2 separate regions of the Mus musculus genome follow, and region 1 is linked to region 2. A link is a contact called in public ChIA-PET data. All regions are on one chromosome and are shown on one strand. The core of a region is the stretch at or near the end of the contact, and the rest is flanking DNA. Distances in the headings are between cores, read along the strand shown. Region 1 holds the start of Ddx3x (DEAD box helicase 3, X-linked). Region 2 holds the start of 1810030O07Rik (RIKEN cDNA 1810030O07 gene).

The links. ChIA-PET counts read pairs in DNA pulled down with a chosen protein or histone mark.
Region 1: an RNA polymerase II ChIA-PET map of memory CD8 T cells shows a contact between it and region 2, with 40 read pairs. The contact joins the promoter of Ddx3x here to the promoter of 1810030O07Rik in region 2. A contact is called at or near these places in 10 of 39 promoter capture datasets (the 3T3-L1 cell line, 3T3-L1-derived adipocytes, the C10 cell line and 6 more), 3 of 484 Hi-C or Micro-C datasets (CD8 T cells and embryonic stem cells) and 3 of 115 datasets of contacts at active chromatin or transcription factors (cardiomyocytes, memory CD8 T cells and microglia).

The regions. Positions count from the first base shown.
Region 1 is chrX:13,279,749-13,282,448 of GRCm38.p6, forward strand. It overlaps Ddx3x (DEAD box helicase 3, X-linked), which reads left to right and starts at 1,274. Exons shown (of 17, transcript NM_010028.3): 1 at 1,274-1,409. The coding sequence starts at 1,365.
Region 2 is chrX:12,672,288-12,674,987 of GRCm38.p6, forward strand. 1810030O07Rik (RIKEN cDNA 1810030O07 gene) reads right to left here and starts at 1,352. Exons shown (of 7, transcript NM_175141.6): 1 at 1,039-1,352; 2 at 739-873. The coding sequence starts at 1,254.

The DNA of each region.
Region 1 (2,700 bases), core at 24-2,523, 610 kb after region 2:
GGGTTGGGTTTGGGGTTGAGGTGGGGGGGGTGCTGAGTCCTGTGTTTTATTTGTGAAACTGAGGGTCAGAAAGGAGTATCTTTTAGGTAACTTGTGTGCTGCCATTGCCTAAAAGCTGAGGGCTCAATATATTCTTTTGGTTTTGTTGTTTAAGGGTATGTGTTTTTGAAGCTGAGTCTTGGGGGGTGGTCCGCCTAGAAGCGGGGTCCACCAGAATCGGCCCGTTTGATGACAGACCCCTTTTTCCTCCATATTCTGTCTAGTGGAGAGAGAGGCCTGAGGCAAGTTATCTCGGTCAGGGAGACACAGGTTGTGTCCAGTCACACATTCTCGCCTCCCTGGGGTCCCTTACTGTGCCAACAGCCACAGGCTGGTGCCAGGAATGCCACGCGGAAGGACACAGGGGCCTACAATAAGTGACTCTTTCACAAACGAGAGAGGCTCCGGGTCCCGGGAGGGTCCTGGATTGCCGGCTCTAGATTCGCGTGAGATAGTTTTATTGTTCCTTCAGAGTGGGGCTGTGGGAGTGATGCTATCTATAGGCAACGGCGATCTGAAGCCTACAGCAACCCGCACATCCCCTACAGTCCCTGCTCAGATGGACTCGGGTCACCATGCAGCCTTCCACCTTTCTGCTTCTCATTTCTAGTTCCCTTCCCCCTTTCTCCTCCCCGCCCTCCCGCAGTTTTCCCGTCCCTCCCTCCCATTCCCAGCACTAGTCAAGCGAGTTTCCCTTCTTCACAAGATGGCCACCTTGCTGGACACCCACGGTCACGTGATCCCACTGCCCTCCACGCAGAGCCAGGGCTCATTAGTTAGGCCAGACAAAGCCCACTGCATCATCTCCACGCCCGGGGACGGAGAGGAAGGGACGAGTGCTAGAAAGAAGGACGAAAACTGGGTACACAGGGGAGGAGCAGCCAATCAACCTAGTTTAAAGCTTAGGGCCTTAAGGCTAGAGGACGGTCAGCAATCATTTCTCGCGAGATCTCGAGAAAACAGTAAGATTAGGGGACCGGTGGAGACCAGGGGATAGCAAACCCAGGAGAACCAGAACCACATATACCCAAGGCTTCTTTATGAGCCGACGAGGACGCGGGTAACTGGACTGATTAGGAAATCTCACGGGACTCAGCCGAGCAACGCACCGTAAGCAGGCAGAGCTCCTAACGGCAGTGGCCGGCCGCCCGGGAGAGGAGGGCACACGTCTTACGTGCTGACGTAGCAGTCCTCCGAGTCGGTATATAAGGTCGGTGGCCGCGCGGTGCGCTTCAAAGCCGCAGTTCTCCCGTGAGAGGGCCTTTGCGGTAGAGGCAGCCTTTGCTCAGCAGCGGAAGACTCCGATTTCTCGGTACTCTTCAGGGATGAGTCATGTGGCAGTGGAAAATGCGCTCGGGCTGGACCAGCAGGTGAGCCTGAGCCGCGGGGGTCGCTGCATCACTTTGCCCCCTGCCCTAGCCTGCCTTGTGGCGCAGCTCTTTAAGTTCTGCTTTTTGCCTTCCCGTCTCCCTGGACGGCTCGGGCCGGCGGGTGGCCAGTGGCTAGGGGCTCTGGAGGGACTGGATGCTTGCGGGGGGAGTGCTAGAGCCGGTGATTCCTCCGGCTCGGCTCGGTGCGCGGTATTGTCCCTGGCCCGAGCACAATGGCGGCTTTTGTGTCTGTGCGCAGGCGAGCGGAGGGGGAGGGGGCGCGCGCATTCGGGCGCACGCGCGTCCCCTGGTTGATTAGTGACCCGCAGGTGGGGATCGGGGCGGTCGGGGGGGGGAGATTGCCCCGCGTGGCGTGGCGGGGCCCGGGTGGATGGTTTTGGCCCCGGATTTCCGGGGCTTTGGGCTTCCATGGCCCCAGTGGCTGTGGTTTGGAAATTAGGGAGCTGGCGGCGGCGCGCGGGCTGGCCGAGTGGCCCCGCGGCGCTGGAATGTGGGAGGGGGCGCCGCGGGAGGGGGGCTGGCCTCTGCGCGGGCTAATGGCGGCGGCCTCCTTTGTGTGGCGCAGGCCGGCGGTGCTGCGCGGTCGCCCCCCCACCCCCATCCCCATCCCCCCGGGTCTGCCCGCCAGCGGGTTCGCCTGCAAGCCAGCTGGGTTGCTTCGGCCCCGCCGGCCCGGTGCGTCGCGGCAGGGGAGGCCGCGGTTCCCGAGTGGAAAGTTTTGTGACGCAGAAATTTCAGGGCGGATTGGGCGGGGGGAGGAGGGGGAGGGAGGCCAGGGCCGCTGCGTGCGCACTTGCGCCGGGCTTGGCGGTGACGCGAGCCACCCGGCGCGGCCCTTGCTCAGCCTTAGGCTCCAGGAAACGACCGCGCGGCCCGAGCCGGGCACGCCCGCCCTTTACCTGGGCGCAAGGGAGGACCACGCGCCTTGCGAGTGATGGCCCACTCTGGGATCCTCTAGAGGCAAAATGCCCAGAATATGGCAACAGATAACTTGTTGCTGCCATCGAAGTAAAATTGGGAGATTGGTCAGGCCTGGTTTCTGATTACTTAATCGAGACTCCATTTCTAGATTTAGAGGCCAAGGAGATGAGGGTCTGGTGCCTTCTGCCTGACCTATGACCTGCTACAGTAAATCTTCCATGTTGTGACACATTGTAACTTAAGGGACACTGGTAACATTTTCCATTCTAAATGATACTTATACTAAAATGATACTATTGTTGAACTATATTGGAAATTATATTTCCAAGAGCCTTTCATAAGTTGGTAG
Region 2 (2,700 bases), core at 102-2,601:
GAGAGAGGCATTAAGGCTCAGTCAAGAATGAAGTGACAGCAGTGGGTTCCCTTCCAAGCTGATCTTGTGGCGGCGTCTTCTTTATTTGGATTCCCTCCTTCCCAGGTGGTTTTAAGCCAGGTGTGTCAAACTGACGGAAAACTAGCTAGCACAAACCAAGATAATAGTAAAGCAATTTGTCAATTTGCATTTGGAAGCTACTTCTGACACCTCCCTCCACTCACTACACAGCTTCCAGGCAACATCAAGAAATCCAAGCAAATTCCCAATCAGACTAGGCATTAAGTCACAGTGACAAAATCTAAACACAGGCCTAACAACCCCTACCTCATAACTAATATTTCTACCTTCTAAAAATGTATACCTTAGCTAAGCATCCTCTTGGCACGCACGCCACAGCAAAAGTAAGCCTTTTTTTAAAGTCTGCTGTAAAGTAAACCTTAACTGTTCTTCCATGTCTCTCAGCCTGTATTGTTTTTCCCCTTATTTTAAGACAGCGTCTTACAATAAAACTCAAGTGCCTGCAGGAAGCGAAGAAACAGAGGCGTTTATTTTACTGAGCTTAGATGGGTCCACTCTAGTATCCCCTCACCACTACGCCACTAGACCCCAGAGAACCAACCTATCTTCTAGTATTTCTGTACTTTCTGAAGTCCCAGCTTGCACTCAAAACCCACCCTCCACCCTGGGGCACCAGGAGCAACTTCATATGCTTTCCTCCAGGCTACAAGTACTTACCTTGGCTACCTCCCAAGGGTCTTTGGGCCAGAGGCCTGGCTTGCAATTTCCCCAGTGCACGTCTCCATTTCTGTTGATGTGATGCCTCAAGATCTCGTGTTTCCACTCTGCGCATACCTGACACTGAGGCTGAAACTACAGAGGGCAGAGGTGAGGAGGGACTGGGGTGGGCGGGGCAGCAAAACAGGAACACCCCGGAAGTAGGAAGCAGTCCCGCCCCGGGAAGGAAAAAGACTGCAAGCATACGGAATAGGGGGACAAGCTGTGGAGACGCGCCCGAGTTCGGGGTCAGCAGCTCACCTGGCGAGCGCGCGGGCTGCACCGGGAACCGCCGCGGCAGGTAGCATGGGGTCCAAGGCCAGGGACTGCAGCCAGCAGTCCACGGTGAAAGGAGAGCACTTCACGGTCTATGAAACCTTGCAGGCAGCTGCGCAGCAGCAGCAGGCAGTGTCCTGCTTTCACCCAGTTTTTGTACTCGGCGCAATTGAGGCGGGCTGCCAGCTCCGACACCACCATGTCTTACTCCTGAAGGCGGGGCCGGCGGTAAGCACGCGCAGCACCCTGGGATGCTCCCACGCAGCGCAGGCGTAGCCCAACCCCCAAAACGTCCAGACGTTTAGCGTCACTGTGCGGTGTACACTTCAGAGGCTAGAGGCTGGCCACTGTTTCCGCTCCAGGAAGTGGCAGCTCCACCCCCGCTTAAAGGAACCGCTTTGGTTTGTGGACATGGAACATTTAGACTAATCCTTTTAAAGCTTTAATTTTTATTCCTGAATACCCTGCCAACCCTCTAACCAACCTGATCCCCTCCTGATGTGCTGACCTTTTTATTGTAAAGAGGAATGCTCAAGGTGTGTTTCTCGAATGACATGTTCCTTGCATTGTGCAATTCTACAAAATTAACTCATCCCTAAACCCACTGAACAGCAAATTCGGGGTATCAATAACATGCTTACCCTCACCTGAAGCAGGGGGCCTATTGTATTGTGTGCCATGCTCCCCAGTACATATGTTAAAGTGACACTAGGACCAGAAACTCCTTAACTAGAGTACCTGGCAGGAAGAAGCAAAAGGGATAATGTACTTCCTGGATTTGGACAGCTCAGAAAAGGGTTATTTCAGCTGCACAGGGAAGCCATATGCTACACAGACCAGAATGCATTAGATTGTCAACATCAAGTGAGAAAACATGTTTTAGATGCTTTGAGTGAGGTTTTTTGACCTTGGCAAACATATTGAAGTGGTATGGAATCAAAAGAGTCGGAAGGAACACTGTAAACAGAGAAGCCTTGCACAGGCAATGGTAAGGACCACTAGCTCTGGGCTCAAACTCTCAATTTTTTGTGTTTTGATCTTGGCTGATCCTAATTTTAATATTATTAAGACGTTATTTCCTTCTTTGTAACTCGGTTTATCATCTGTAAGAGGAGGTTATTAATACTTACCTCACAGTGTGGTGAGGAGCATTTATACAGATGGGAACACTTACAATGATGCCTGGCACACATTAAGCTTTGAGTAAATGCTAACTTATTTTATATTGACGCAAATATGCTCTTTCATCCACTGTTTACATTATTGGACATTTTATCAAACCACTGGCCAGTTGGAAGTGGGGACAATTTATAAAAAATAGAGACCAGATGTGATGATCTGAAGACTCAAAGTACAGTCAGTGTAGGCAGGCTCTGTAATACTTTAATAAAGTATATACCAATTTTGTCTTACTAACCTCAACATTAGACCCATTCAAAGCAAATGATGGGAAATACCCTATTCCCATCAAATCAAATCAAATCAAATCAAATCAAAAATTCCAAAAAAAACCCACCTCTGAATGAAGTCTACATTAGGACTTTCCTTTTTCTGACTAAAACATTTTCTGTAAGTATGAACTTTGTATCAAGAACAACTGAAAGGGGGGCCTGGGAGTAGGGAACAGCCCTGTTTTCCTGGTACTCA